Linked DNA regions of Zea mays: all the other regions are linked to region 4. A link is a contact called in public Hi-C data. All regions are on one chromosome and are shown on one strand. Each heading gives the region's core, a stretch centred on a gene start, on an enhancer-like site or on the middle of the called end of the contact. The rest is flanking DNA. Distances are from core to core; before and after follow the strand shown. Region 1 holds the start of LOC100276101. Region 2 holds the start of LOC103642493 (oxysterol-binding protein-related protein 4C-like). Region 3 holds the start of LOC100193760 (Pyridoxamine 5'-phosphate oxidase family protein). Region 4 holds the start of LOC103642476 (TBC1 domain family member 5 homolog B).

The links. Hi-C and Micro-C count contacts between places; a contact is called where the count stands out from the background.
Region 1: a Hi-C map of tassel shows a contact between it and region 4, with 2.0 times the contacts expected there. The contact joins the promoter of LOC100276101 here to the promoter of LOC103642476 in region 4. A contact is called at or near these places in 2 of 25 Hi-C or Micro-C datasets (ear and tassel).
Region 2: a Hi-C map of bundle sheath shows a contact between it and region 4, with 3 times the contacts expected there. The contact joins the promoter of LOC103642493 here to the promoter of LOC103642476 in region 4. A contact is called at or near these places in 3 of 25 Hi-C or Micro-C datasets (bundle sheath, ear and endosperm).
Region 3: a contact with region 4 is called in a Hi-C map of tassel, with 2.9 times the contacts expected there. The contact joins the promoter of LOC100193760 here to the promoter of LOC103642476 in region 4. A contact is called at or near these places in 3 of 25 Hi-C or Micro-C datasets (ear, leaf and tassel).

What each region holds. Positions count from the first base shown.
Region 1 is chr1:194,979,010-194,985,877 of Zm-B73-REFERENCE-NAM-5.0, reverse strand. LOC100276101 reads left to right here and starts at 3,218. Exons shown (of 5, transcript NM_001374096.1): 1 at 3,218-3,582; 2 at 3,672-4,293; 3 at 5,044-5,451. The coding sequence starts at 3,807.
Region 2 is chr1:195,606,605-195,613,382 of Zm-B73-REFERENCE-NAM-5.0, reverse strand. It overlaps LOC103642493 (oxysterol-binding protein-related protein 4C-like), which reads left to right and starts at 4,828. Exons shown (of 4, transcript NM_001329465.1): 1 at 4,828-5,013; 2 at 5,745-5,912; 3 at 6,022-6,774. The coding sequence starts at 5,011.
Region 3 is chr1:195,679,176-195,686,067 of Zm-B73-REFERENCE-NAM-5.0, reverse strand. It overlaps LOC100193760 (Pyridoxamine 5'-phosphate oxidase family protein), which reads right to left and starts at 1,696. Exons shown (of 9, transcript NM_001138846.1): 1 at 1,398-1,696; 2 at 757-960; 3 at 562-664; 4 at 387-466; 5 at 237-314. The coding sequence starts at 1,580. LOC100194012 reads right to left here and starts at 6,444. Exons shown (of 9, transcript NM_001139075.1): 1 at 6,132-6,444; 2 at 4,548-4,661; 3 at 4,402-4,470; 4 at 4,274-4,293; 5 at 4,149-4,201; 6 at 4,040-4,070; 7 at 3,863-3,941; 8 at 3,538-3,671; 9 at 3,172-3,431. The coding sequence starts at 6,315. The coding sequence ends at 3,381.
Region 4 is chr1:195,330,557-195,336,677 of Zm-B73-REFERENCE-NAM-5.0, reverse strand. LOC103642476 (TBC1 domain family member 5 homolog B) reads left to right here and starts at 2,510. Exons shown (of 5, transcript XM_008665742.3): 1 at 2,510-3,424; 2 at 3,804-3,907; 3 at 4,573-4,749; 4 at 5,147-6,121. The coding sequence starts at 3,273.

The DNA of each region.
Region 1 (6,868 bases), core at 1,969-4,468, 350 kb after region 4:
CAAGTGATCATTAGTGATTAGTGACTTGAGAGAGAGAGTGATCTGTGTGTTATTTGTCGCTCTTGTCGCTTGGTGTTTGCAATCGTGCTTTCTTCTTCCCCATTCTTGTTCTCAACACCTTTGTAATCAAAGCAAGAGACACCAAGTTGTGGTGGTCCTTGTGGGGTCTAAGTGACCCAATTGATTAAGGAGAAAAGCTCACTCGGTCTAGGTGACCGTTTGAGAGAGGGAAAGGGTTGAAAGAGACCCAGTCTTTGTGACCAACTCAGGGAGTAGGTTTGCAAGAACCGAACCTCGGTAAAACAAATCACCGTGTCATCCGCTTTATTTGCTTGTGATTTGTTTTTGCCCTCTCTTTTGGACTCGGCTTTATTTCTAACGCTAATCCGGCTTGTAGTTATGCTTAAAGTTTATAAATTTCAGATTTGCCTATTCACCCCCCCTCTAGGCGACTTTCAATATCCACCCCTTTTATAGTTGAAAGAGGAGAGAGCCAACAACTTCTATCTTGATAGATCGTAGAGTCGTACACACTAGATGCCTAGATCGTGCCATAGTGTTGAGGATGTCATAATGCTTGTTGGTACACTGGCATGTTCAAGCGTAGCTACATGAACTATGGCACATATTAAATATAGTGGTCCTCGAGTATGCCTGTTGGTTATATCATAACAATAATGTGTATAATTGACCACAATATCACCCATCACAAATATTGTGATGGACGATAGCCTTATCAAGACTCTATTGCGAGGTCGTCTATAGTAGAGTCGAAGATGATATTAGGGTCGTACCTTTCGGAGTTGTCCTGTTAGGGCAAGACCGATTATATATGATTGATCAAGACTCTGAGTCACGAGGTCCTTAGAGATCGTGAAGCCTCAAAGGTCCTAAGGGACTAGAAGATTTCCATAAGCATGGGACGCCCTAAAGGCCGGAGAGATCCTAGGGTCAATGGTTTTGCCCATGGGGCAAATGTGGCTGGGCTCATTGAGGGATCGTGAGATCAAGTCCTATAATACATAGATCATCGTGACTCTACATCTTAGCTAGAGTTGAGATAGATCTTATGTGATGTAGAGTATTGGCCAACATTAGTTATACGTTCAGTGAAGCATTTATGACAACATTCGTTAGTATGATCTTTCCAAGCGTCGATGGTCGTATTGAGAGTTGAAGTTATTATAACTAAGGCCTTTTTTGAAATCCTAGAGCTAATAGTTAGTCAGATAATAAACTAATAATTAGCTATGAGTTAGATAAAATTTAGTTTGGGGTATTATGCTATTCGCAATGGACAATATCATACACATTAATGTGACACCACATATGATTTTTTTTGCTGATGTGGCAAGATATTTAATAGTAGAGAGAAGTTGTATGTTAAGTAAGATAATGTTTCACATGCTATCTTAGGTTATGACATAAAAATAATGCTTGAGTCTATTTTCATAGACACACCATCAACCATCACATCAATTAAATAATTAAAACATATATGTATGATATTATACATTGTGGAGGGTGTATCATGTAGTTGTATCATACTTTTCATCCTATATGATATTTTTTGATATTGAAGTATGATACTTTGAGAATAGTCTTAACTAGCTGCGTTTGGACTTTTACAGCTAATTTTAGCATGTACCTATTAGCTATAAAGGTTGCAACAAGACCTAACAATACCATTGGACTTTGCCTTAGACCAAAACCGCTTTAATCTATCTAGAAAGCATCAAGGAGTCGTTTGGTTCATAAAACGTAACGTAAATAGTTATGGTAATAATCCACGCTTAAGTGCCAACGGTAATAAGTTTAAATATACCAATACTTTCTAGTGCGGTATTTGATTACAATTAAACTTAAATAAATATAATTTAACATTATCAGTTATCCATCATTTTACAAATATGCGAACCAAACACCATCTAATATAGATGCGACATGAAATGGGGATATGAAGTGAAGCTTTGATAATTGTGGTCAAAAGCGTGGTTTTAAGACATGTGAGAGAGACCATAACTGAGGTCAAAAACGTGGAGGACTATACAGAGACTTGTACTCTCTCTCTTTTGAAACAAATGCTGCGGCAACTACCCGTTTTGACTAGCATTTAAAGAACAGTTTGGAATGCAGTTTTTTTTTGGGTCTAAATTTAACGGGAACCTATGCCGGACCTGCTATGCATATCATGTACTCCAAATCTCTCTAAACCACCCTCATCTAATCTAATCTAGGGCATGCTTGTTTTAGTTTTTTTACTAGCCTTTCTGAGAATCTAGTCGTAAGAATAATTTGGCTGTATAGCAGATCTAAGTACGTACGTATGAAGGGTCCGTACGATTTAGAATCTTAGAAGTGATAGATTTTATCGTGACATTTCGATCGATTGTGTGCTTACATTGATTTTAAATAGTTTTTTTTTCAAAACGATCCTATAAAACAGGTAAAAAATTAGACGTTTAAGAGTCCATAGAATCAGAAAAAAGTTGAAACAAACGGAACTAGACCTAATCTAACGCTCTAACGCTGCCGATGTGGGAGATTGTACTATGGCAGATATGCCACGGAGTCACGGACTGCCCATGCCACATGCAACTTATTCACGCAGTGCTATATACAGCTAACCTACAGCTAACCCCTTATTATTGTGCATCCACCTTTCAAAAAAAATACAGTATATTTTTTCTTTGTGTATTCTTGGCGAACGCATGGAAACTTAATGATTTCATATGAGGAGCTGTAATGTTTTGATCACTCGTACCGGTATGTATGTATTTCGAATCCACCAATTTAAACGAAAAAATGTTTGTTATGACAATCCAAAGATAGTGGATATAAAACACGTTTGTCGACCGCCCTGCACGCAGACTTTCTAGTCGAAATACACACATGTCGCTGGGCCGGTGTCGGAAAGTTTGGTTGCCATTTGCCAATGGCTCGTACTACCGAGATATTGGTTTCATTTCCTCCGATGCTTACCGGGCCTCCATTAGCCCCTTCTGTTTGTCTATCTGGGCCTCGTCACCTCCGATGCGGCCCAGAGCCACCCATGCAGATGCAGCGGGTCCCACTGCAGGGACACCAGCGACGGAGACACGCGTCGTACGCGGTCTCCGATGCACTCCACACTCCCCCCTTCCCTCACAACTCGTGCCCTTCGTGCTTCTATTCTATACCTGAGTGACCACCCGCTAACCACAGTCACCACCGCTAACCACAGTCCACAGCCCAAAGCGGCGGTCGCTCCCCCGCTTAAACCCTCGAGCCCGCTTAAACACCGACGAGGCGAACGGACCAGAGTCGGCGAGCCCCCAGGAGCCGACTCCGCCTCCGGCTCTGACCAGTCTTTAGACCCCCCCCCTGTCCCAGGCGACGACGAAACCAGCAGCGCTGCGCAGCGCCGACCACTCCGGGAACCTCACGATCCAGGGGAGATGCTGGTCGCCGCCGCCGCCTCGCCGTCGCAGCCGTGAACCGGTTTCCCCAGGGCGGAGGGACTTGGGCTCAGATTCGGCGGATCTTGGGCTGGTCTCGTGCATTCGAGCCGCTGCAGGCGTCTGGGTAACCGCTTCTCTCGAGGTATTTCGGCCGCCGAGCACGGGCGCGAGCCCGCGATTTCTTAGGGTTTCTTTTATCCGTCCGCTCCCTGATTCCTGTGCTGTTTGCAGGAAAAGGAAACCAAAGCTGCTCGGCCAACTTTGGGATCAAGGATCGGCGAAAAGGAAAAGAAAAAAGGAGGGATCTTTTTGGGAGGGTCTGTTTGAGCCTTCGGGGTTACCATAGCCTCGGGCAACACCGTGCTAATGGATTTCTTCAAGATTAAGAAGCTCGCGAAGGGGAAGAAGAGCGCCGGGGGTGGGGGAGAGGCAGTTGAATCCGACGACGACAGCGCCGGGGGTTTGACCCCCCGGGGCCTGGAGGAGCTGAAGCCGGGCATTGGGGAGAGGACCAATGCCGAGGCGGCGGCAGAGGGTACAGGCGCGGGCAATGGGGTGGTTGAAGAAGAGGAGGAGGAGGACTATGAGGACGACGATGATTTCATCACCAATGAGGTGAAGCGGAGGCTCAAGGAGCTCAGGAAGAACAGCTTCATGGTGCTCATCCCTGAGGAGGAGTGTGCCGAGGTCGAGGATGACAGCGGGGAGGAGGAAGGGGGCAGCCCCAGGGAGTGGCTGGAGACGGGCGTTGGCGATGGCTTCCCGCTGTGTGGGTTTGATTCACTGTATGATAAGTACTGCGAGAGGATGCTGGTGTTTCATAAGATGATCGCGCAGCTCATGAAGGATCCAGGTAAAAGATGTATCATGCAGCTGACTATGGATCATGGATGTTCTCCTATATGCTTGGTTGTAGCTTCTCACATGCAGTTGGTTGTAATGTGATGCCGTGTGATTATGCATGTACCTAGTCTGATGCTATAATTTAGCATGTTTGTCTTGGATACTTCTTAGTTATCAAGGCCCAGTTGTTGCTATTCTACTGTTATAGATTATAGTCAACATGGCGACTTGCTAGCATTTTATATGGTCCCTACTGTAAAGAGGCTTAATGATGAAACAAGTGGTCCATGGTAGTTGCATGCGTAATTTGGTATGCCCACAATTTTCACTTGTATTCTTTCTCAAACATTTCCTCTTTTAGAATGAAGCCGTAGCATCAGACACCTTAGCATGGGCAAGAAAAACACAATCAACCACTGTTGTCATCTTGTGCTTAGCAGTACTCAGATATTGGAGTCCTAGATTTTTTTTTTGTGACTCGGGTAGTCAGGTCGGGCACCTATGTACCAGTGTTGGATTCAGGTGGTATTTGGTGTGAAATATTATGTTTCTCTTCAGCATATTTTATTTACTGCTTTCAGGATTCAGGATTTAGTATCCGCTCTAGCAGCGTAATTTTTCTTTTGTCTTTACTATTGCTTAATGGATTTGACATTGTCATTTTGCTGCTGTTTGCTAGACTGCCAATGATTTTTCAAATATTTAAATAACCCCATCTGCATACTTTAGCTATTCTGATGGTTCGGAAAAACCTCTGTAGAGTCACTGAACACGCCAAAAAAGTCTCCAAGATCAGCATCAAAATTGGCGTCTACTCTACGCAGCCTCTCATTCAAAAGAAAGGATGAGCTCCCAGAAGATTGTGAACAACTTCAACAACAGCAAAGTGCAGATGATCCACATCAGACACTTGAGACTGCATATGTTGCTCATGTTTCATTAAGCTGGGAGGCTCTGCATTGCACCTATGTGCACCTGAGTCTTATTGTTGCAGCACAACCTGATAATCCTACAACCTACAGCTGTGCTGCTCAAGCATTCCAACAATTCCAGGTCCTGTTGCAGAGATTCATTGAAAATGAGCCATTTGAGCATGGTACCCGGGTTGAGATATATGCACGGTCTCGCAGCTTGTTGTCAAAGTTGCTTCAGGTCCCCACTTTTCAAGGTAAGATTATTTGGGTTATGTTGCTGACTTTTTTTATCATAAATGTAGCCTATACCATCAAAATGTGTTCCAGTGGGCTGTGGAATCTAGAATATCCACTGAACTTTAGTGTTGGTTATGGTTCTATAGACTCATGTTGTCATGTTATTAACTTCAATTCAAACTAAGATGTGAACTGTGCTCTCGAAATCAAAATGACAGCAGGTGTGGTTCAGGCGTTTAACAAATGCCTAATGCTTTCCAATTAATTGTACTAGAACTGTTTCTCTTAGTCTTGGATTATTTCATTACGAGATATCATGGATTGTAACTCTCAAATGCTTATTGTTTGTTAGGTATGTCGATGGTCCCTGTTTTCTTTGCACTTAAGCTAATCCTGTTTTTTTTTCTACATGAAAAAATGGTTCCAGAAGTTCAACCTGTTTGATAATGGTGTAAAAATTGATTTTGAATCCTGTACAATCATGACACTGAGGGAAAATAGCTGTCCTGATATTGCCAGTACACGAGGGGCATTTTCTTTTGGACGCGTTCAGTGTAATGCAGATTAAACCCTTGGTTATTCATAATTTATGTCCTGTACTAGCCTAGTACTACAATAAATAGGTTTAGTTACTGTGTGGTCTGTAGTCTCTACATATTTCACGTGGTACAATCCAATTCAATCTGCTGTACATTGGCAATATTAATGAGCAGTGAGCACTGACCAGTGATGTATTGGGTTCTTTTCTGTTTCATGTTTATGTAGCAGTGGGGAAACATTAGCAGTGGTTTGTTTTGTACCATTATTCGATCTCTTTTAGGAAGATGGTAACTTGAGTATGTACGTTTGGTACTAACAGCTGCTTGTTTCATTACTCATACGATTAAGGTCAAGTAGTCTACAACTCAATTGGTATACGTTAGTTTTAGAGCTTTTTATCTGCAAATTTAATATGGATAAGTATGCCATGCGCAAGTCCTGAACTATAATTGTTGTTGTTTTGTCAACACCTGTACTGTCAGCTTACTTGGTAGTTGGTACAGATTTAGATTATGAAGTTCGTGAGTAGCTACAGCTGGTTTGTTGAGCCTCCGTGCTGTGCTTTCATAATGCTTGACTACATTACTGATGAGTTATTTCTAGTTACTGCTGCAATATGTTTAATGCAAGGTACTTATAATCCCGTACCGAATCACGCATTAGATTGTACTTTGTTCTACAGTAAGGAAATAATTACTGAGTACATCAGCACAGTAAACACTGCTGTTTCATTTTATTGTGTGTCGTTTAGTTACTCATTCGTACAAGTAAGCTCCATTCCCTGTACTAGGTTTCCAAATCCATATCATGCTAATGTCTGTTTTTAGTGCTACATATTTGGCCAGCTGCTTGTATTGCATAACTGAATGGTTCATGCTTGATAATACTGTTCTG
Region 2 (6,778 bases), core at 3,579-6,078, 270 kb before region 4:
CGAGCCCTGGGTCGGGCGGAGCGGAGTTCGCCGTCTTCCGGGGCTGAGCCCGAGTCCGAGCCCTGGGTCGGGCGGAGCGGAGTTCGCCGTCTTCCGGGGCTGAGCCCGAGTCCGAGCCCTGGGGTCGGGCGAGGCGGAGTTTCCTATGACGCCCGAGGCCGGCCTTGGCTGCTGTCAGCCTCACTCTGTCGGGTGGCTCAGCAGTCGGAGCGGCGCAGGCGGCGCTGTCCTCTTGTCAGACCGGTCAGTAGAGCGGCGAAGTGACTGCGGTCACTTCGGCTCTGTCGACTGGAGGGCGTGCGTCAGGATAAAGGTGTCAGGCCACCTTTGCATTAAATGCCCCTGCGATTTGGTCGGTCGGCGTGGCGATGTGGCCAAGGTTGCTTCTCGGTGAAGACTGGGCCTCGGGCGAGCCGATAGTGTGCCCGTTGCTGGAGGGGGGGTCCTCGGGCGAGACGTAGGTTCTCCGGGGTCAGCTTCCCTTGCCCGAGGCTAGGCTCGGGCGAGGCACGATCATGTCCCTTGAATGGACCGATCTTTGACTTAATCGCACCCATCAGGCCTTTGCAGCTTTGTGCTGATGGGGTTACCAGCTGAGATTTAGGGGTCTTGAGGGTACCTGTAATTATGGTCCCCGACAGGACCGGAGTGCCCAAAGTCAGATGTTGCTCGACGTCCCGCGTCACAGAATGTGATGGTTTGCCGGACAGCAGCGACGGAGGAGCCATTATGGCTTAGTGTGGCATCAGCCATACCTTACTTTTAATAACTCTCATATCTTCTACTATAACAACAAAATAAGACGTGGTGTGATGGATATGTTGTCTCTAATTTAGCAGCAGGTCTTGAGTTTAATTCACAATTCTTACAAATTTCATTTTTTACTGCCGGACAGGGATGAGGGCAAAACAGGAAATGAAAAAATGCAGAACAGAAAATGACAGGCTACCGTTATAACCTTAATAAGTAGTAGAGATGATAGCAAAATGCAATAGCACGCTGGTCATATCACATTCAAGAGCCGCTTAGTTCGTTGTCAGTCAGCTTGCAACCATGGATTCAGCATCGAGCAGGTGGAACAGAGAAGATCACCGCAGTGTGTCAGATCGCTACTTTCAGATCCCAATACTGGTTCTCTTAACCTAGGGCAGCATGCATGAAAAAAGATAGCAAAAATCATTCCATGAAAATAGCAGCGTGGCAATAATATCGCCAGCCATAAACTCATAGAGCAGCGTACATGAAATTTGGTTGAGTTCCTTAGATAGTTCATGTATGTCGTGAGCATGTTCTAGTACCGAACGATGACCAACTATACATAACTGAATTTCATAATAATTTTGTTGGTACCGTAATTAGGGATATCCAGATCACAAACCTAAACTGTCTAGATGTTTGAGTAAAAAAAGGGTCATAAGCACACACGCTCCCAACCTTTATCAAGGCGCGTGGAACCAAAGTCACGACTCGACCGTGCTCAACCTTTGGGCAGGAAACACATTCCCGACTCGCCCGAGACCAGTCTCAGGTGACGCTCCGCCTTGTCAACCACTCTAATCCCAGAACGTGTGTCCGTATGTTTGCTTACCAAGCTGAAGGTGCCAAAGTAAACAAAAGCCAACACGACTACGGTCTAATCTACCTTTACCGCCCACGACGATAGTCATGCCACGAATGGCTCTGTCCCCCACTCCGACCACTGTTTCAACCACCCAGAGCATGGCTACATGTAACGTCTAATCCCAGCCTCGGCCTCAGGAGAAATATTTACCTCGCCCGAGCCCGACCTCCGCCAACTGCCCCAGCAAGGGAGAACGCACATTAAATGGTACATGATCTCCCACAAACCTCGCAGAAGACCATGCCAGGTATGTTTCGAACCACTCCGACTCGGCACTTCCGCACCATTGTACATGCTAGGGCTCGAACACATGCCACATGCTCCCAAGCCCAGCATCGGCACTCTACCCAGTTAAGAGAACATGCTATATGGATCAGACATCATTCTCCTGACCAAAAGCGACAACAAGGACGAGGGCCATCCCACTGACCATACCACTATAGGGCACAGACACATCTCATATGACCACAACAACAACATAACAACCCTTGTTCTCCTGAGCCTCCTCCTTGCAATAAAACGAGAAGCCCGGGGCCTTCTATGGGGGGACTTCACGGTTCACGACCCACCTCACTTATGATATTGGCACTCGCCTCAATTATACTTAGAGACTTGGGACTCGCTCCATCTCTCGACTTGCTTGTATCCCCTACTACAAGCACTTAGGTGCAAGATAATACTAGCCTCCCTCCCCCGCTGGATGTAGAACCTTCTCTTGCTCGAAGCAGGTTAAATCTTGTATGTCTTCTTGCATCAATCATCTGGAACAAGGTCATGCAGCGCAAATTTATTAGATGGTTAGGACCCTCGGGTCGAAACACCGATAAATTTCTATAAAGTACAGAATATGACCAACAGAGGGACTCATATTTAAGGCATTTCTATTTACATGAGTCTGACATTGTATGTACATCGAAGTTGTGAACCACATTCCACGATGCAGGTAGACATTCTGCCAAGGACAGTGACAGCGGTGGGGCGGATGGGGCTCGAACCCCTATCTCTCCCGAGTCCATGGAGCCTCCTAAAAATTTAAACATATATAATATATTATATAAAATACTTATATAAAAAATATTAGTCCACTAATTGTACATCCTACTATCAAAAACATAAGCCCAACAACAAACCATACCCTCAATTCCCTAGTTCCCCGCATAGTGCTCTCTTCATGGCCTTCTTCATGCCACTCTCTCTCTCTTCCACGCACGCCGTGTCGGTGTCGCCATCCCTACACACACTCTCTCCTACGCCGTCACACACATGTGGCCTACGCCCTGTGGCCTGCCATGGGCCCACAGTGTCGGCACGTCTCCGACTATGCGGCTAGAGAATAATTATTAATTTGAAGGTCCATGAATATTTGACTGGTCGATTATGTCTAGCTGTGTAGGTTGCTTTCTCGGATGAATAACGGTTACGGTTCGACCTTCAATTTGTGTCTATTCCTGATTCGGTCTTTTGGTATGGATAAAGTCCGTCCTTTATTTCCTTATTATGTATTTTATGATTTTTATACTTCATCAACATTTTAATAAAAGACTATTTTAAACTGGTATATCTATCTATTATAAATGATTTAGTGAGATTAGATCGCTCTATCAGTTCAGTCACCCCTAAAAAAAATTCGTGCATCCGTGCCTCCCGGTTGGAAGTGTCAATAGAATCAACAAACAATCAATTGTTATCAGCTTCATACTCTACTCGCCGTTAGGAATCCAATGAAATCACTTCCCATTGGGAAAACCGTGAAGCAGCAGAAATCGAATTCTACTGGGAAGACGCGGCCCTGCCGGCGAGCATGCGTGCAGGAGTCCAAGCATATCTGGGGCCGCCGCCCGCCGGTGGAGTGGCGCGCTTTCGGGCTGGAGACGACGACACGGTTTCACAAGGCCTCGGCCTGCCCTGACGCCCGAATTTTTTGCATTTTAGTCCTTCATCGAAAAAAAATTCACGTTTAGACCCTAAAAAATTTTAATGTTATTTTTGGACCCTTTACTCGGCGCCGTAGCCTGTGGCGCCGAGGTAATACAGCTCGGCGCCATAGGCTATGGCGCCGAGGTACGTGCTGCGTTGGCACAAACGGACGTCGTGGCGCCGACGTGGTACCGAGCTCGGCGCCATAGATCTTTGCGCCAAGCTCCATTCTGTATAGAAAACTTGTCTAGCTCGGTTGGTAAATCATAAGGCTCTTAACCTTGTGGTTGTGGGTTCGAGCCTCATAGTGGGCGTTTTAATATTTTTTGTCTTTGTCATTTATTTCTTTTTTTTGTTGTTCATATTTTTGGTTTATGTCGCTAATTTGTCCGTCCTGATTTATTTCTCATCCAGTTTTATTTTTGTGACTGGATTGTTTATTCGTCTAGATTTTTATTTAGTGCAGAAGAAAAAAAGATGAATATGTGTGCTTCTTTTTACTGGAAATATGTTGTTATGTATTTAAAATTTATGTTCAAAAGAACTAAATGAAAATATAATATTTTTATTTGATCACGATTGAAGTAAGAGTGTTCTCATTTGATTTTTATTGTGGTTAGCTGAGCAAACAAGGGGAGAAGTTGATGGCTTGTGAGCACTGTGGCACACAGCTGCTGTGCTCGCGGGATAAAAAAATCTGGACGAATAAACAAATCAGTCACAAAAATAAAACTGGATGAGAAATAAATCAGGACGGACAAATTAGCGACATAAACCAAAAATATGAACAACAAAAAAAGAAATAAATGACAAAGACAAAAAGTATTAAAAACACGCACCGTGAGGCTCGAACCCATGACCACAAGGTTAAAAGCCTTGTATTTTACCAACTGAGCTAGATAAGTTTTCTGTATAAAACGGAGCTCGGCGCCAAGATCTATGGCGCCAAGCTCGGCACCACGTCGGCGCCACGACGTCCGTTTGTGCCAACGCAGCACGTACCTCGGCGCCATAGCCTATGGCGCTGAGCTGTGTTACCTCGGCGCCACAGGCTACGGCGCCGAGTAAAGGGTTAAAAAATAACATTAAAATTTTCTAGGGTCCAAACGTGAATTTTTTTCCGATGAAGGATCAAAATGCAAAAAATTCGGCCCTGACGCCCACACGGGAGCGGAGGAGGTGACGTCGTCGCGCCGCTGGCAGGCACTGGCAGGCAGGCCGGGTTGGCGCATGCGTGTGCCGTGGGCGTGGCGGCTATAAATAGATTGACGACGCGCTAGCTTAGCCTCGGGCCAACACCACCAAACACCAACAGCAACACCAACAACGGCGGAGCTGCCAAAGAAAGCAAACCAGAGGAGAGAAGAGAGGAGGGGTTGGCTGGCTGGCCCTGGCCGTCGTCCGCCGGTAGCTCGTGGTCGCTCGCTCGCTCCATCATTCCTCCCTCTCCGCCGGCGTGCCCGCCCGCCCACATGGTACGTACGCGCGTTCCCCCGCCCGCCTGCTTGCCTTGCCTTGCCTTGTCGTCCGCACTGCCGGCCACCGTGACCCGCGGCGGTCCATGCGCCGTCGTTGGTCGGAGTAAATGAGATTCCCGGACGTCACCTTGCGACTCGCGTGTGGCCTCGGGATCGCTAGCTTCGCTTCGCTTTTAACATTTCTTAGGAGAAAAGGAAAGAGGTTCCGTTTACACAAGAACCGGCGTATGCGTGTGCGTGTGCTCCGTTGGCTCTCGGCGGCGGCACCTTTCCGTCGCCGTCGCCATGGCCACACGCTCCACAGACAAAGTACTGCATACGTATGGTCCGCGTATACACACTCTCGGAAAAGGAGGCTACCTACCTACCACCCGTATACTTGTACTTGTACATACACGTTGCAGCACACACAAAAGGAGTTTCCAACATTTCTTATCTGGGGCAGGCGGGCGGTCCCCGTCCCCGTCGCGTAGCCGTTTCCCCTCCGCCTTTCGTCGGTCGTCGCCCGGCCTCGGGAGGTCCGAGATTTGTTTCTTCGTTCATTAATTATAGTAGAGGGAAAACCTTTGGCGCGCACGCACGCGCTGCCAAATCTGACGCCCGCCTCCACTTGGCCAGTGCCAGCGTCTCGATCGGCGGAGCGCCTGCATTCCAATCTCGTTCGGAAAAACAAAATAACAAACGCTGTTGACTGTCGTATCTGATCCTGATCACCTGATGTGACGCAGACGGAGTCAGAGGGCGAGGCGGAGGCGGCGCGCGCGGCCGTGCTGACGCCGCCGCTGTCGCTGGGGGCCGGCGGGCTCGCGGGGGAGCTCCGCCCGGCCAACCTCGGCCAGCGGGTGCTCAGCCTGTTCCGCAACGTCCGCCCGGGCTCCGACCTCTCCCACTTCCAGGTACCTGCGTTGCGTTGCGTTGCGTGCGTGCGAGCGCCACTGCCCACTGCCCACCACCAGCTTACGCTGACTCTTGTGTGGCTCAACTCAACCATCTGGAACGACACAGCTGCCGGCGACGTTCAACCTGCCCAAGTCGCAGCTGCAGCTGTACGGCGAGGCCGTGTACTGCGGCGGCGAGGACATGCTGGCGCGGTGCGCGCGCGGCGCCGACAGCCTGCAGCGCATGTGCGCCGTGGTGGCGTGGAGCATCTCCACCACGCGGCCCCCCATCTTCGGCTTCGCGCCCTACAACCCGGTGCTCGGGGAGACGCACCACGTCTCCACGTCCGCCGGCCTCAACGTGCTCCTGGAGCAGGTCTCGCACCGGCCGCCCGTGACGGCGCTGCACGCGACGCACGCGCGTGGGGAGGTGGAGCTGGTGTGGTGCCAGAGCCCCGCGCCGCGGTTCCACGGCGCCAGCGTGGAGGCCGCGGTGCGGGGCGCGCGGGAGCTGCGGCTGCCGCGCCACGCCGAGACGTACGCCGTCGGGTGCCCGGGCCTCGTGATCCGCCTGCTGCCGTCGCCGGGCTGCGAGTGGGCCGGCGACGTCCGCGTCTCCTGCGCCGAGTCCGGGCTCGAGGCCACGCTCAGCTACCGCCGCAGCCGCCGCTCCTTCCTCGGCCTCGGCGGCGGCGACGCGCGCTGCGTCAGGGGCAGGGTCTTCCGCTCCGCCGCGCCCGACGACACGCTGTGCGAGGTGGACGGGTTCTGGGACCGCCAGGTCTCGCTCAGGGACGTCGCCACCGGCGAGGTCTCCGTGCTCTACGACGCACGGCAAACCATCGCTGACCTGGCCACGCCCGTCGTGCAAGACAGAAAGGTAG
Region 3 (6,892 bases), core at 447-2,946, 350 kb before region 4:
CACGATGAAGTCTTACCAAGAACAAATACTAGTAGCTCAAACAGGAGTTACCTAATAGGGGAATTTTATGTTGAAAAAATCTCGGTACAGAAAAGACTACCAAACAACAGTTGTTTCACAGTAGCATTCAGAAGCCAGAAGTGACTATCATATGACAAGAAATGCCAGTAATCAACGGAACACTAACTACCTAACTGATTGAAGTATCTAACAACGAAAGGCAGTCAAAAAGAAACCTGTTGTTCAGCTGGCAAAGGGTAAACATCACCAAATATGGTGACTCGCGCGTTCGACAGTCCACTCCATCCAGGCACCTGTGAAGAATACTACCAAGAATGAAACGTATGTCCCATAACTCCAGAAGAAAATATTAAGAAACTTCGTACCTGGACAACAAGCGTGCATCTTGGGTCAGCGAGTAAGTTCCTCGTATGGATTGCCAAGGGTGACAGCGAAAAAATTGGGTCTGCAAAAAGACATCAACAGCGACAGTTGGAAAGGGTGGCCTAACAGAGTTTAGCATCATTTTCCAAAACCGGTACCAATAAGGAGCTAACTCACGGCCCATTGAATCGTTAGCAAAGTCGACAAGTGAACCAAACGGATATCCAGTACGGCGGTGGTGCATGCCAGACATGACAGAGCACAGGTGGGCAAACCGCGCCTGGTACACAAGCATAAGTCAGGCAGATAAGAGAAATACGAGATTTTGCTTCACAGGCAGGAAGCCTTGAGACGGTAGATAGCAGGAGCTACCTGTTCCATCAAATTGCGAACAGCCAAAGCCGGCGGAGGTAGACCGTGGGCGAAAGTTGCACTCTGCACACCACCTGATATGGGTGTTCTAAACAGGCCAGCTCTAGATCCACTAGAGTCAGTACTAACGTTAGTTGATGAAGCCTTCTGTGACTTGTCAGCTGCAATCGGTAGGACTCCATTTAGACTGGAATCGCTATTCAGCTGCTGAAAGATACATTTAGTATAATGAACCCACGGAGAACCAAAAGGTAAATGAAGTTGAATAAACTGCTGCATATACTGTTCTTTTAGCAATAAAACAGGAAGATAATAGTTAAATAGCTTCTGTAGATAACGGAAGTGCTACACCAAAAGATATCCCGTACTTCCCAATTGACTGGCATATAACAAAACTTTAGCCATCTCATAAACCCTCCTAAACCAGTTGCGCCTGCAACCACACCATTATATCCAGCCATCCAGCTCGCGCCATGCCTCGCATAGTCGCATCAAGTCTAGAATCAAACAGAACAGCCTAATCGCACCCAGATTCGTCCAATACAGGCCGCCGCTCCATTACTCTCGCATCAAACGCGACGGCCCGGGAAACCACTGGCTGGGCCTTGAGGGAGGCTATATATCCTAACAGAAGCTATTACCTTGAGGACGGGAGACCCGTTGGCGGCGTGGGCGTCGTCCTTGCCACTGACACCGCCGGCGCTAACCGCGCGGAGGGGACCGCAGCGGCTAGGGCGGAGCGCGAGGGACTGCGCGGCCACGCGGGAGGGCGGGTGGCGCGCGGGGAGAACGGAGGAGGATGCGGCGCCCGCGAGAGCCTCCATTGGTTGGTTGGGGCAGGAGAGAGAAAGAGAGGGAGGGAGAAAGAGAGGAGGGGTGGAGCGGAAAAGCGGCGAGCGTGGAGCAGAGAGACTGTGTGTGTGTGAGAGAGAGTTCGGCGAGGCGGCTAGAGGACGTTGGACGGGGAAAGGGGGGTTGGGTTCTGGCTTGCGGATTTTTGGAGGGCGTGTCGGGGCAGAAAGGGTGACGTACTGACGTGTCTCATCTTCGTGCGTTGGATTAGATGGGTGGGACCCTGCTCTTCTTTTTATAACATTCTTCCTCTACAGATTTTCACGTGCGGAAAAGGTAAAAACATCAAGTTCTTACCTCCCTACGGCCAGCGAGAGCACAGCTTATACTGAATTGATTTATATTGTAAAAATAAAAAAATATAATATAAACCGTAACTATCTAATAGTTTTAAAAAGGCTAACTCTTAGAGCTAGTTTAGTAACCCTATTTTTCTAATTGTTTTTTATTTTCCAAAATATTTAGTTTATTTTTTCAAGAAAATAGGAATCTATTGAGAAAATAGAGTTACCAAATTAGTCCTTAAAACATAAAAAAATTACCGAAAACTTTAGACCCTGTTTTAAGGCATCAAATATAGAGCGCGGGTGCGTTTGGTTGAGGAGTCAATGAGAATGAAGCGGCTCCATTCAATTTTTTTTTAAAATATTTAGTTTCCAACAAAAGAGAAGTGGTGCGGCTCCTGTAGTCTCCATATGTAAATTTACCATAAATAGTTGGAATGCTCCCGCTCCACCAAAATGGTTGGATGCGGGCGCTTTCTCGGACGCGAGCGCTCTCCTTTCTCTTCTCTCTATACTCATATGACTCTCCAACCAAACAAAGAACGGAGCGGCTCCGCTCTATTTTATTCTTCAATCAAACAAAAAATAGAGTGAGTCTGTTCTACTTGTCAAACGGAGAATAGAACGGCTACATTATCAAAAACTAGAATGAAACTGATACATTCTAATTGACTCCAACCAAATGCACCCTTAGATATAGATGTTTTTGAGCGCTACGTAACAATATATACAACCAGGGACGGAGCAAAAAAAAACTTTTTATAGAAGGCTCAACTAAACCACTACAATATATAATATCCCTTCTACATTATATTTGTACTTTTGAAATTTAGAAAAGCTCCAGTCAGTAGGAGTATATGGACTCGGGAGTGATAGAGGGCCTGGAGCCCCACCGCTGCCTACAGCGCAACCAAAACTTTGTGCTATCAGTAACCTGTATAGCAAAATCCTCTTGGTAACGTGCCATGATTTTATAGTACAATAGACAATCATGTGGTATAAGAGAGAAAAAAGGATATGATAGTTAAATACATAGAGGAATATGAGTCCAGAAGATTATGATATAGAATAAAGAATCTTGCTAACTAAACTACAAATAGTAATATATAATAATATAATAGTATATAAGGATATAAGTAACCTACACAGCTGATAGCCTAATCCCAAGTACCATGCAATGATGCAATCATGCAAACATCTAACTCAGTTGATCTAGAACATCCGGTACAAGCACAGGATCACTGACAGGGTCAATCGAATTCATGAAACACTGAAACAAGCGGTACAACATCTGTTCTACATTATTCACACACTGGTTATTCAATGAAACAACTGCAAATTGAGGTGCGATATCTGTTCTACAATTCACACGCTGGTTATTATCCAATAAAACAACAACGATCAATTCGAGGTACAACATCTGTTCTATTTCTCTACATTATTTGCTACACCGGTTACGCACGTCAGTTCAGAGGGTTATAGGAGAAATCAATTGGCAGCTTCTCCAGCTTTAGAATCCACACTTGCGCCACCGTTGCCCTGAGATGATGCATCCGATAGCAAAATACCGATGAGTTAAATGGTACGATGAAGAGTTTAAGGGGAAAAAAGTTCTGAACATTCTGAATAACTACTCAAGGCTAACCTTTACACAGACATAGATGTAGTGGACATCAGGTTTGGGGCCAAGAAGTGCAGCTAGTGATGTGCTATGGTCCTCTAGAGGCAATGGCTTTGTCAGTTCCCATTTGTTCTGATTCGAACTTTTCTCCCATCTTTCTGCAATAACCCAGTACACTTACAGTTGTAAGCACAAGCATTTTACCATGAAAAATGAAAACATAGCTACTCTGGAATACATTCATGAATCTAAACGTTACTTTGGATATGAGAAAAGGTCAATGTGATTGGAGCTCTGCAAATACCGGAAGGTGCAGTTGAATTGGCCTGATGGTGAGTAACTAACTAACCTATGACATGGAGCTTTACTGTCCATTTTTCCATGTCCTTCAAGAGACGCAAGCGGTAACTTGGATCCCCATAAGTGATCTAAGACATTATAGGAGTCAGAAATTTGTTAAAGACACCAGATGAGCACAAAATAACCACATCTTTTAAAGAATAAAGAATCAAATAGTTCAGGTTACCAGCATGTAGACACCATTTTCCTTGAGGATTCTGCATGCAGGACCGGTAAATAGAAGCTGTATCCAATCAAGCAATATATATCACGGTAAATATCATTGTATTATTTACCTGTTGACCTCCTCTAGCATTTTCGTTGCATTCTCTTGGGAATTTTGACCACACTGAAATACAAGAGATGCTGCTGAGTATCACACTGGGAGAATGTCAAAGCGTCCTGACAAAAGTACACTCACCATAAGAGAATCCAGTGTTCCTGCAAATAATAAAAAGGGGTTAGAAACTAATGACATGTTGGGCATCAGTTTACAGATGTTAGCAGTTGCATCCATAATGCTGTCAAGTACTGCAATGATAATTGTACCTTTGTCAATAACAGCATCAAAAGAACCAGACTCAAAATCTGACATGTTCTTTACATCCATCTTCATGTCTTGCCAATCAAGGGAAATACACGGTATCAGATTATGTGGGATATACTGCAGAGGTACTCAAGAACAAAGACCATACATTTAAGTTGAGGCTTATCGTGGTATTTCTTCTTCATTTGCTCAATTACCACAGAAGATATATCAATGTTGACAACATCTTGATAACCATCGTCAATCATGTTCTCACCAAAGACTGCAATAATCAAAAGAAGATAAACCACATAAGTAATTCCACTAGACTACATATTGTGGTTAAATAGCTCATTAAAATTAACAAACGAAAGCACGTCTATGCATGCTTGCGACTAATGACTATATGAATCCACAAGCAAAGCAAGAATTGATGAACAGTTCATGCGTTGCAGCTTCAAAAGGAGTGAGAACGACAATTCTTATTAGAATAAACTATATACCACCCAGAAAACACTAACTACAAACCCAGCCATCTCCATAGCTAAGAATGCAAAGTTGGTTTTATAAAAATACTGTGGTTTAAGATGAATAATTCTCCGGCGATATAAGTCATTTGATCCTATATTACTTGTACTTTCGACTTCATCTTGAACAACTATGAGGGGTGAACTAAGTCAATAAAACAATCAATAACCTCTAGCTGCATTCAGAAATTAAAGCTAAGTGTTAAAATAATACTAGTGCAGTTTTGCTTAGAATGAATTAGGATGAGTTTTTCATGAATGTGCACGTGCCATCTTTGTGCCATCTTTTATTACCGTTAGAACTCTGTTGTACGGTTGTACCTCTACAATGATACCACTTACCAAAGTTCACATTTCAGTTCCACGTGCATAAAAAAGATCCAATACATAGAACTAATTAATATTAGTATGGCCAACAAATGTATTATATTGAAAGCAAACCTCAAAATTTCATGCCATGTGGGTGAAAAAACTAGGTTCATGAAGTTTGAAAGATCTGAAGTACTACGGCAATAGCTGCACTCCCAGTTTGCTAAATTAACCAGACACCTAGTGACCAGACCTTGCCAGAATTCATAACAGTCATGGCACAGGGGCAGGATTGTACCAGGCTCAGAAATGCCAGTGTTGCCAGAATTCGTAAGAGTCATGGCACAGGGACAGGATGGTACCAGGCTCCCAGAAATGTCAGGGTTCTCACTGTATATTCCTTAGCAATGGCGCAGGGGACCCTTATCACACACACCAAATGCCAGCATCTCAGTGGTACCATTGTCCCCTCTTTCACTTTGGCATGTTTAAAAACAGACCACCGGTACAGAAGGTAAAGAATATACTTGTATACAGGACGTACGCGAGTGAGCTAGGACCGGCTCATTGTTTTCATTCGATCAATACATGATCAGGTGGTCAAATGCCCCCATCCAATCAGACCCTTCCAATAGAAATGGTCAGTACTGAATTATCCGAGAACGGGAAGAGTCTCTGGTTTGTACAGGACGGCTACATTGCGCACCCGAACCGCACATCCGTCTGACCGTCTCCGCACTCACCAGCGCTCAGCGACACACGCGGCAGCCGAGACCCGGACAACGAGGGGCAGAACAACGTATGAACGAGCGCCGCTGAGCACCCAGGTCCCAGGCCACGGTGCCCTCCATCCCCCTCCCCGTAAGAAGGAGAAACAATCTAACCCCGCTGGCCGGCCGAAAGAAAGAGCGACTCACCGGAGTTGCCGCAGCCAACGAGGAGGAGGCGTTGGTGCGGCGCGAGGTAGAGGCGGAGCAGCGGCGCCAGGGCCGGGTACTTCTGGTACCAGTCGAAGGGCCCGGCCTCCTTGCGGTAGCGCTCGTCCCAGTACCATGCCTCGCCGTACGCCTGCGACGCCGCGGCCGGGCCGCCACCAGTCATCTCGCCGCCGCAGCCGCCGCCGCCGTACTCGGATCTGGGCCGGCCTCCTCGCCCGGGAATGGCGCCCGCTGTTTCCGGAACCGGAGCCTAGAGGGTTCCTCCGTAATCCGCGACGCGACGCGACGGGATGTGGTGGGCCAGAGGTGCAGGAAGCAGTTTTAAAAAACTGGATGAGGAATCGTGGCCTGGGGCCCGCCGGCCCGGCCTGTTAGTGTTAGGCGAAAACCGACTAGTGTTGGGCCCTGGCTCGTTTTTATTTATTTATTTATTTATTTATTTATTTATTTATTTATTTTCTCTCCCGAAAGATTTGGGTAAATCATTTTCAAAGGTCTGTCCAAAATTAAACAGACAACGATCCCTTCAAAATCAAACAAACAATGATCCCTTCAGAAGAAGTATGAGGTATTTGATAAAATCAATCAAGAGAGCTTGATAATTGATTTCGGCGACGTGAACATAGAGCAGTGCTTACTCGCAAGTCGCAACTCGCAACTCATCGATCGGCCCGGCCTGCTACCAACCCGTTCGCATCCTTAATTTTAATGCACATCCGGTTTGCTAAAGCTTGAGTTGC
Region 4 (6,121 bases), core at 1,261-3,760:
AAAACTTGGGGACAGGAAGCCGCGCTTGGTTTGGAGCTAATTATTATCGGCGGCATAATTTGGCGATTGGCATGCCGGTGGGTGCGGTGCTGCCCTGTGAGGCTGCGATTGGCTTGCAACACGAGCAAAGGCGGAGGCTCACCGACCGGCACTGTCCGGATGCGGTGGGCCGGTGGCCGCCTGCCGCCCGCCGCCCGCCCATTGACGTCTTTGGCAGCCGCTTCGCTAGGCTTGGCTTGGTCCGGCCCGGCTCCTGTCGTGCTGCATGGGCATTTTTTTTGCCCCAAAAAAAAAACAAATAGTTTTAGTGTCCATAAAAAATAAGATATGAAGGGAATGTTAACTATGGAAAAGGCATGTGTGGTTACGAACAATTCGAGCTATGCGGGGTTTAATTTGTGAGCCTGGCAGGCATGGATAGTGAATATTCGAGCTATACGGACATTTGAAATTTAGTTTTTATTATAGTAAAACTTATTTGGAGGCATAAATGTTTCTTGCATTTTCTATAAGTTTAGTCGGATTTAAGAAAAATAAAAATAATCTACGTACATAAAATACTCTAGTGGTAGCTTATTTTTTTGTAACGGAGCGAGCATGTCTGTTGCACGATCGACTGACTGGCTAGCTACTGGAAGCAGCGCCACAAAAAAATGATTGCACCAGAAAATGGTAGTGACGGGCACATGACCAGTAGTAGTACTACTGCTAGCTAGTACCACATTGCCAGTCACCTGTTATTATAATTGAAGTGTTCCGAAAGAAATCATTCCACACCTAATACCACCAGTAGCGAATTTGGTTTAGTCATTAGGTCGTCTAATACCCCTGCTTTGTGGTCGACATACTAGACCAAGCTTTTTTTCTTTTAGATAAAAAGATACATACAACCAAACAGTTGCAAATGCAAGGCTCCAAGCCTCCACATCAAGAAATACTAAAATAACAATGTTATAGGCACAAGACAAGAGCGATGCAATGAAAAAAACATCTAGAAAGCCTAAGTTTTAAACTTTTATTTATGCACGCCTTGCTTCAAACTCGATCCAATTTTTTTCTCAGCAACAAGCTCCACCCTTTCATCCACTTGTAGACTCGTGATGTCAGACTTGTCATCGACACAAATAAGTATCATGATTAAAAAACCGGTTTTTATAATAGACTTACTTAGAATTGTAAATAATAGTACTTTTATATTCATAGTTAGATTTAGAATATTCTTTGAGAATTGAGATGTGTTTGTAGCCCCTGTAGCTGTAGGTACAACAGAAGAGTACATCCATTTATTCAGTGGAGTGATAGCCATCTGAAAAAAAGGAGTTGCAGGCATGCAGCCTTGCATTGCAGCTAGCAGTGACAAATTTCCTTTCTTGCAAGTACGAATGAACCGCTAGGTGCCCCAGATTGAGTGCCACTGACATTGTGGACCAGAGCTCATGCTCCAGTCAAACTGTCAAACCAGCAGGAATGGGGTACACGTACAGTCAGCACCAGCTGTAGCCGGCATGCTGAGTCGGATGAAGGGATGGACAGATAAGCATGTAAACAGATGAGGTTGTGGATGCATCTTTCTTGTCTCCCTAGCACACCGTCACTTCGTGTATATATATATAGACATCTACTAATATTTTTTTATCATAAAGACATATTAATGTTCTAATAATAATAATAATAATAATAATAATAATAATAGTAATAGTAATAATTGTGTCTCTTATATATATATATATATATATATATATATATATATATATAATCATAAAAAACATGACATTTTCAGATGATGTATACATACTCGTTTACCATTCAGATACTCAACGTACGTACATATACTCCGGTGAAAGAAACGTCCAAGTTAAATTCAGACACCGACAGCTCTGCTCTGCAATCCTGCCTCCCTCTCTTGCGTTATATCGGCATCCGATGATTACGAAGAACCAATAATCCAGCACGAAAATACGCACGCACGCAGTTCAACTTGGCGGCTAAAGCACGTCGGCGTCGGCGTCGCCGTTTACCAGGCCACACACAAAAGGCATGGCACACGGAAGGGAGGGAGCGTCGCTTGCTGCATCCAGCTGGAGACGAAAGCGAGAGGAAATTGACGTCGTCGAAACGTACCGGACAAGTACACATGCTGCTGAATAGCTTCGGAGAGACGCCGGCTGCAGTACGCCAGATTTCTTCGCTCCATCTTATTTACTACTCATTTTCGTCATCAACTGCAAAAACATAGAAGATTTGATGCGTAGATGCCTTGAATTCAGCCCATATTCGCACACTCCTTAACAGACATAAACATAGAAGTCACGCTCACACGAACCAAAAAAAAATTATATATATATCCTTTTTGCCTGCATCACCAGCTCTACTAAACTTTAGGTAAAACATTGTGGACCAGACAAATTTAATGTCCCATCCTCCTCCGCCAAAATAGACCACACAGCAACAGGAGCACGTCATCCTGCATACCAACCTCCCATCCATTCACGTCTATTCCCTTCCCTTCACAACCCAACCCCCCAACCCAACCCACACACAAGCATATATGAAATAACAATATGGAGAAATAATGCCATGGACCCAAAAAAAAACGCATTAGCATATGCTACATGTTTCTCTGAAACACCCCACCTCAGCGCAAAGATAATGCCAAAAGGCCAAGCCACCTAGCCAATCACTCACTAGTCATCGCCATCTCCCATCCCTAACCACTCTCTCCTTTCCAGCCAGTAGAGAACAAAATCCATGACCTTCTTCTAGATCCCATATATTTTTTTCTTCTAAAATAAACGGGAAAAAAACCGAGCAAGAAATAATAATAGGAATAGGATAGAGGAGACTCCATTCCTGGCCTTCCCCTTCCTCCCTGTTCGGCTTGCTCGTCCAGTCCACCCACGATAAGCCAAGTCATCCACCCCACTCCCTGCCTACCAGGAGCCAAGTCATCCACCCCCTCCCCCGACGAGGCAGGCAGGGACAGGGCACCACGCCATTCTCGCGCGAGGAGAGGGCACAGGAAAGAAAAAGAAAAAAATCACCTCCTTCAACCTCTCCCCCTCCTCCACCGAAATCATCCTCCAGAATCTCCCGATCTTTACTCCGCCCAAAGATCCTATACACGCGCGGCTATTTGTAGCGTCTGCCCTGCCCTGCCCGGCCTCGTGGAAAGGCGCTCCGCTCTTGGCTCTCCCCACCTGCGGGCGGGGGCTGTTGGTTCGGGGGGGAGGCAGTCAAATCCGCCTGCGGCTGAATCGGGGGAGAGGGCCCGCATGGCGGAGGAGGACAGGCAGCGGCGGTGGCGGCGGCGGCGGTTCGCGAACCTGCGCAGCGTCCGGTGGCGGATCGATCTCGGCATCCTGCCGGCGTCGCCCGGGGCCTCCGTCGACGAGCTCCGCCGCGCCGCCGCGGATTCGCGGAGGAGGTGAGGCTGATTTGCCCACTTGCTGTTTGGTGCGGTTCTTGTCGGCAGGAATCTCTTCTCTTGTTTGTGTGTTCGGCTCTTGTTCTCGTCCTCTCATGATTATGACGAGAGAGAGAGAGAGAAAAAAAAATTGTCTTTTGCCAAGGAAACATCGCAATAATTAAGAGTTAATGCTTCCGATCGTATCACGGTATCAAGAAACAACTCGTTGGAAATTTGCATATCTGGTTAAAGGTTATTTTATTGTTCACGTGGCTATGAATTTCGATGGGACAAATTGCCGCTGAACGGCTGGTTGCTGAAGTTGTCAACTTGTCATCTTTATATGATTGGGCCAAGGGTTCTTTCAACTGATCTAGGTGTTTCTGGTTTCTTGTAGGTATGTTAGTTTGAGGCGCCGCCTTATGGTAGACCCGCATCTTCCAAAGGAGGAGGACAGATCATCCAACCTTGTTGTTGACAACCCGCTCTCTCAGAACCCAGGTATTTTTGTGCTAGACCTAGACATGATTTCATGACCAGAATGATAAGCATGAAATTTTGATGATATATCTTCTGAATGTAGATGTTTATTTTGTTTGCTACCCGTTTACCTTTGGCAAGACTTAATTATTAATGTTAGTGGGAACTACTATGTTTATTTTGCATCGTCATCGTAGATTCCTTTTTTTCTCCAAACAACGAGGTTTCTCCTGGATCAGGTTTTAGGTATGTTGTGCACAGTGCACAATGAGTAAGAAATCTATATATTAAAGTAGAAAGGTGTTTATCTGGCCTATTTACACTTTGGCATACTGACTTTATGCTTGTTAGTAGCATAACTACACCGGTAGAAAGGAACCCATAACTCTAGATAACCAACAAGAACAAATATGGTAAAATTTTATTTTCTTAAATACGCTGGAGCTCAAGCGTGGGACACTAATTGATAGTGAACTCTATAATTTTGATTGCAGTATGCTATCAGGAATTTAGAGGCTGGATTTTCCCATTACAACTAGATAATAATTCTTGTGTTGTTCTGTTTCTAAATGGCATTACGATGGCAGCTTTATGATGGTGAAATGGAAGAATGTTGCATGCTCTGCTCCAGTGCTTCCTGCTAAAACTTTCAAGACCTTACATTTCTATTTAAATTCCTTGTGCAGATAGCAGCTGGGGCCGCTTCTTTAGAGGGGCTGAGTTGGAGAAGACAGTTGACCAAGACCTGTCTCGATTATATCCAGAAGATGGTAGTTACTTTCAAACGCCTAGTTGCCAGGCCATGCTCAGGAGAATACTGTTGATGTGGTGCCTTCAGCACCCAGAGTGTGGATATCGCCAAGGTAAGCAACTCTTTTAAATACATGAGTGTCAATAAGCCTTTGCTGCATATCTAATTGGCTTTGCTGTCTCTGAGAAATGTCCATGGGGTTGAAACCTTTTGTTTGCATTTCATTAGAGATAAATTGGTAGCGCTTGTAATTTAATAAACTAAAACTATATTTTTAGATTGGATTCTTAGGATATATTAATAGGCACTAAGATTCTCTTATAAGGGAATAATCACTTGATTTTACTATATGATTCTAAATCTATAAAGCTGTGATAAATGCCACTGAATGACTACTTTTGTTGGTATTAAAGTTTGATTAATTAGTTTATCCACATGATTATCCGTAGCTTTCTGCAATTTTTTATTTTATTGCCAAATATGTACTGATTTATGGACTACTTTCACAGGAATGCACGAACTACTAGCTCCTCTAGTGTATGTTCTTCAAGTTGACATTGATAAACTATCTCAAGTAAGGAAGCTCCATGAGGATTGCTTCAATGATGATTTTGATGGAGTGGCTTTCCCAGATACAGATATGCTTTTCAGTTATAAACCTAGAAAGGACTCAAACTGGCATTCCAGGGCTGACAATGGCGATGATTCTGAAAGCGCTTCCAGAGTTAACACTCTTGATGAGCTTGACCTGGATACGAAGGAAATAATTTCACTTAGTGATGCATATGGAGCCGAGGGTGAACTAGGCATTGTATTGTCTGAAAGGTTCATGGAACATGATGCTTATTCAATGTTTGATGGTTTGATGGACGGAGGTAGTGGAGTGGTCTGCATGGCAGAGTTTTTCTCTACATCCAAGGTTGGATCTAGCTCAAGTCTAGCACCTGTCATTGAAGCCTCAGCATCTTTATTTCATTTGCTTTCCATTGTTGAGCCATCTCTTCATAGCCATTTCATTGAGCTGGATGTAGAACCGCAGTATTTCGCTCTTCGTTGGCTGCGAGTCTTGTTTGGACGAGAGTTCTGCCTCGACGATCTTTTAGTTGTATGGGATGAAGTTTTTGCTTGCTCCAATGATATGCTACTTAGAGAAAATGAAGAATGCAACTTTAAGATATTGTGCTCATCTAGAGGGGCATTCATCGCAGCCATGGCGGTCTCTATGATTCTTCACCTTAGATCATCTCTACTAGCCACTGAAATCAATACGTTATGTCTTCAGAGGTTATTGAATTTTCCAAACAACGTTGATGTGCATAAGTTAATTGAGAAAGCTAAATCTCTACAGTCTACTGCTATTGATGCGAATACATTATCCCCATCTCTTTTATCAAAGAAGGATAGCTGTGATTATGATAGAGTTTATAGTAATCTTGCTACTTCAACTCCTCCAAGGACTCCGTTGCATCCATTAGCTGAGAGTT